Linked DNA regions of Anas platyrhynchos: region 2 is linked to region 1. A link is a contact called in public Hi-C data. All regions are on one chromosome and are shown on one strand. The core of a region is the stretch at or near the end of the contact, and the rest is flanking DNA. Distances in the headings are between cores, read along the strand shown. Region 1 holds the start of MTM1 (myotubularin 1). Region 2 overlaps MAMLD1 (mastermind like domain containing 1).

Region 1 (2,700 bases), core at 82-2,581:
CGGCAGTTTTGAAATGTCTCTAATGTGGAAATCCTATGCAGAGTCTTAACCATCCTCATGTTCCCATACATATTTGAGCATCTCACTGCCTGCCTGCTCTTAAGCATTTCCTCTGTCACCTGTTCCCAAACAACACTGCCATTTGTTTCTTTTCCCAAATACACTCGGGAATGAATGTCACATGAAAGGTAATGTATAACACGGGGAAGTCAGAAGGAACAGACCGTGAAACAAAACTTACTGTTATGCAGTCCAAGTTCTTATAAAAATTAATGTTGCCTCCTTTAGAAGGGCGCACACACCGTTAAAGATTTACAGTGAGCTCTCACAAAACTAGTCTTGCATTCTAAATTGGCTCTTACTGGTTAACTTTGTACCTCCACATGGCAGGAATACCTCAGCTCTAGAACTTGCTCAGCCTCAGCGATGCCACAGCCTGTCTCTTCCAAAAGAAGCTTCTCAGACAGTGCAGAAAGGGAAGACCCTGCCCCTCATCGAAAGCATCTCTCTCATCTCTTGTGACTCGTGCCACACAAGGCAGCTACACACAGCCCCCAAAGTTCTGTGTATTAAGGCTCGGTGAGCTTGCCAGTTTTGTCATTAACTGTACAGCTTAGCTTCTTTTTAACCACGTAAACCACAAATCAACATTAAAAACTCCAGCAGGAAAGCCGTTCTGGGTTTGTACAGCGATAAGGTACAACACCGTGAGCTACCCACCCGTCAAACAACAACACAGCCCCAAAACCACGACTGTGCGTTGAACCCTATGTACTTCTAAGTACGTCCAGGTTCACTCAGTGCCTTTCATAACGAGCCAACGCTGGTTCCGTGCTCCCCTTACCATCCACACCCGTGACGCTGAGCTCCCCCACGGTGCCTTCCACAGCCTCACGAGACCCGGGGCTTTCTGCAGGAGAAGCCAGCACCTCTCCTACCCCCTCAGCTCCGCCTGCATCTGCAAAACAGGCGAAGGGCCGGGATTCAGGGGGGCGCGGCGCTGCTCCACCCCCACAGCAGCCGCCCGCGGCCCCCAGCCCAGGGCCCGGCTGCCTCAGGAGCACCCCGGGGCCCCCCCCCCCAGGCCCCAAACCCGGCCCCGGGGCGAGCCCCGAGCCCCAAAACGCGGCGGGGAGAGCCCGGGGCCGAGCTGAGGGCGGGGAAGGGCCCGGGGCTGAGGGGGCTGAGGGGAGGCAGCGCCCGCCCCGCACTCACCGCGGCCCCGCCGCCGCCGTCGCCGTCCCGGGCCCGAGCGCGGCCCGCCCCGCCGGAAGTGGGCCGGGCCCCCGCGCGTGGGCTGCTGGGGGCTGTAGTCCTGGCGGGGCCGCGGGGCATGCCGGGAGCTGTAGGCGCGTGAGGCGCTGAGGGATTAGGCGGGAAGGGGGCGCTGAGGGGAAGAGGCGGGAAAAGGCGCTGAGGGGAGAGGGAGCGGCGCCGCTTTTTCTCCAAGCAGGGAATTCCTAAATAAAACAGCGGGGGAAAAAGGAGCAAAAGGAAAGGAAAACACGTTCCCTGCGTCTTCGAGAACGTGGATCAAGTTGATCAACCAACAGACGTTAATAACCATATATATCCCACTCGCCCAAGCCTTCTCGACACACCCTGGCAACAAATAAAAATTTACATAAATTTTCTGATGTAAACAACATCAACAACGTTCTATATGCAAGATCAAAATAAATAAATTCTTGGACTGCCTTTCAAAATGGCCCATTGTCACCGTACAAACCAATGGCTGCGTACAGCCAGAGGGCAAGGTGGTAATTTGGGGACGCTTTGCTGTCTGCTGCTGCTTGCCCTCAGGAAAAGGGCCTTTGGGATGTTACAAAACATTTGTGATGTTGTAGAGTATATTTGTGAGTTACAAAGCAGCCACGTCCAGCTTCTCTGGGAGCTAACTTGTTCCTGTCAGCGGAGAGCCAGTGCTCTCCCTTCTCAGGGCTGGGCATGACAGAAGAGCAGAGCAAAGGAAGAAAAATAAAGAAAACAATATAAAACAAAAGAAGCACCTTGGGCCCCTTCATGATTTCATACAATTACAAGCTTGTTATTCAGGTTAGCCAAGCCTGGCGGCTCCAGCAGCACCCACCTCACACCAGCACGGTGGCAGCGCTCACCCCGTCCTCTGCTGGAAGGCAGACCAGCACCTGCCCATACCATGCCAACAACCACAGTCTCTGCTTTTCCGTATCTTCCTCAAAAACCTTCTTCGGTTTCATTTTACCAGTCCTTTGTTGTCCACGAACAAACAGCTACACCATCTGGAGGTCCGACTCTGAGCTATAAGCGCGTTGAGGTGAGCCATGTGTTGGTACCAGACAAGGTGTCCTTTCAGAAAGAGCCACAAGACAATTACTTGAAAATTAGCTTTATTCATTATTTTAAGGCGTCTCCTTTGCTGTCAACAATTTCTGTTTTGAATTCCAAGAACTGTAGAGAATCAAAGCAAAACATACAAGGGATGGATCCTCTTCTCATGAAGAAATTGTTTCTTGAGTAAATAATAGTTTTCTACAATGAGCATGGAACTGTGAGTTTAAAATTAATACACAGCAGAAGTAAGCGGTGAGCAAAAGGAGATGAAATATTAGTTTACCTCTGTCATTCAGATAGTCTTGTTTGTTGTCTTCTATGATACACCCTTGCTTCTGACCTCATCCCTTCAGTAAAGACCAGCCAGAAAATTCACTGACGCAATTT
Region 2 (2,700 bases), core at 169-2,668, 220 kb after region 1:
TTTCTCTTGGCTTAAGCACAAGGCATTGCTGCTAAGAGAAGAACACATCTCCAGGGTATGAGTTCAGACAACACAGAATTCCAGTTTTCAAATAATTCTTGCTGCTTCTCTCATGCAAGTTATTGGGTAGATCTCAGCCTCTACTTATTGCCTCTCCATTTTCCCCTCTCACCCTGGAGAAGTAACTCATAATATATATGTATATATAACATACATATAGTATGAATGTACAGCACATAGTGCACGTGCATTATCAACAAATAAAATATCTAAACCACCAAGGTTACTCTTAAGAGCCTTCCTATTAAAATGTGCCTCCTCTTCACAGGTTGTTATGTCACTCTTTTCTTTTTATTAATAACATGAAAATCCTTATACACCCAGAGCTGCAGCTTGCAAGCAGCCACACTTTCAGCAGGAATGGTGCAAGCTGTGTCTCTGTGGTGGCACCAGCTGAGGCTATGGAGACGTCTACTCCGTAGATCCCGCTGTATTCTGTAATAATCCCAGCATTTGAATCCATTCTTAAAGATGCTTCACAAATCACATCAGTCCCCTTGGGCTACAGAAAACCTATCTTTTTGCTCTGCTTGATTTCAGACTGTGCATACTGTGTGGTATCATTATTAGATATCAAGAACAAGTGTGATTTTCTTCCTTGGTGTGAAAAGAACATACAATCACTTAGTTTCCAAACCTATAATACAGGCTAGAGCAGGAACCTATCAGTTAGGGTAGCTTCTAATCTATAATTTCCATTCATTCCCTGCTGGCATTGTTATTTCTTTATCTCTTGTGTGACACCACCACCACCCCTAGTAACATATGAGAAGGTATTAAGCAAAACAAATAAAAAAATATGAGCAGATGGATAGAGGGAACATTCCTCACTTTAAAACCATTAACTAAAACCCAAACCACAACCTTCCAGCCCCCAGTCTTTCAGGAACCACTTGCAACACCCAGTACAACATAATTTTTCAGCACACTCAGAATGAGAAGTGATTTTGGTAACTATTTTGTACCTCTGGCCAATGTTCTGCAGATGACCATGCTGTCAAACTCTACAGAGCACAGAAATTTACTGTTTTCTGCTTCTTCATTTGTATTTTGTTACATGCAAGAAAAACAATTATATAAAACTACAGCCTAAATTTATTTGCACCAGTTTTTAGCAGAGCTAGAGCTCAGTTTGGAATACTTGAAGGACAAATCTTATCTTTGCTACTGTATACGAAAACTTTTTCCTCATTTCTCTGCTCTCCTGAGAAAATAGTTCAGATATTTTTATAACCCAAAATGAAAGCTTCTATCTGTATCAACAGAAGCAGTCCCTGGTACCAAAACTGCCAGTGACTCAGTTAGCTTTCTTGATTATATTACTGAACGCAGACACTTCACGACCTGACCACTGCTAACCACTTTGGTTCTAGGATGTTCCCACCCGACAGAAACCACACGTGCAGCATCCACCCACGCCTTCAGAGTGCTGTGTGTGGCATCCGACCCTACCCACTTCAGCGACAGAGAGGGTGAAGGGTAATGAAACCACGTAACTATAAAAATCTCTCATTTTGCATTCATATGAAAGACTGAGAGATGAGCCAGCACAATCTCCTATAATTTTACTTACCAGTCTGCCCTTGAAAGTGTCTCAAAATCACTTAGTGCAGTAAGATCTTGAAATCTGAAGACCAAGTGTCCTATTTAGCTATAGCTAATTAGTCTACACATCCTGCAATGCAAAAATATAATTGACTCTGTGTGTAAAACTATTTGGGGGGAGCCAGTGCATTTGCATGCTAATACAAGGCACTGTTTGTAAAGATAGACCTCGCTGGTTTAAATGGGATATCAAAAAGGTGCCAATTACGGGGAAGGGGTGTACTGCATTATAAACCAACAGCCTTGTGCAACTAACTAATTGCTCTACACGCTGTACAATCCAAAAATATAATTGACCCTGTCTGTAAAGCTATTTTGGGGAACAAGAAATCATTAGCATGCCAAAACCATGTGCTGGTTACAAAGCAAGGAGTATGGCCACTGTGACCATCTGCCTCCTATATGAGCGATCTACACTTTCTGGAAAAATAAAAACAAAAAACTAAACCAAACCAAAACAAAAAAACACTCTTTTTTTTTTTTTTCTGCTGTCCAAAATAAAAACAGGGCTCATGGGGCTTTATGTGCAGGGCATTTGTAGTACTCCATAGAAGAGGAATATCTTTCAAAGGATTCTTCTGTTCAGATTGAACCCTGCCAGCAAGGATCCTGTCACCTGGAGCACCACGGCTTTGTGTACCAGTTTGGGTTGGCAGTGCTTCTTTTCTAGGGGTGTTCCTTGTTTGCACCTGGAGAAAGAGTTCCACACAAACATGTGCAGAAAGTCCTTTAGTCAGGCAACATGCTAACTTTTTCCATTAATAAGCAATAAACACCAGTGAGCTAAAGATGCAGAGTAATGGCTGTCTGTGTACTCGAGAACCACAACAATGCGACAGATGCTGCAGCTTACATGTTCCCAACCCATCGTGAGTAATCAGCTGTACCACATAAATACCCAGGGTTTTTTGTCTTAGTTTCTGTCTTCAGCACGCATAAAATGGTTCAAAAGATGCATTTTTCATGTCTATAGCACTTACATATCTCCACGATGCAAAAATACTGATGTTTACAATAACTGCCTTTGTCCAATTT

What was found. A called contact is a pair of places that touch in the nucleus more often than the background predicts.
Region 2: a contact with region 1 is called in a Hi-C map of skeletal muscle, with 1.9 times the contacts expected there. The contact joins the enhancer-like site here to the promoter of MTM1 in region 1. A contact is called at or near these places in 4 of 8 Hi-C or Micro-C datasets (liver, skeletal muscle and subcutaneous adipose tissue).

Annotation. Positions count from the first base shown.
Region 1 is chr10:10,524,621-10,527,320 of IASCAAS_PekinDuck_T2T, forward strand. MTM1 (myotubularin 1) reads right to left here and starts at 1,332. Exons shown (of 16, transcript XM_038184175.2): 1 at 1,216-1,332; 2 at 845-958. The coding sequence starts at 847.
Region 2 is chr10:10,745,148-10,747,847 of IASCAAS_PekinDuck_T2T, forward strand. The region is part of intron 2 of MAMLD1 (mastermind like domain containing 1); the gene reads right to left. Among named protein-coding and RNA genes, the nearest start is that of MAMLD1, 47 kb to the right of the region's middle. Within about 2 kb of position 1,419, at least 1 of the 8 cell types and tissues checked has an H3K27ac peak or open chromatin away from gene starts, as enhancers often do.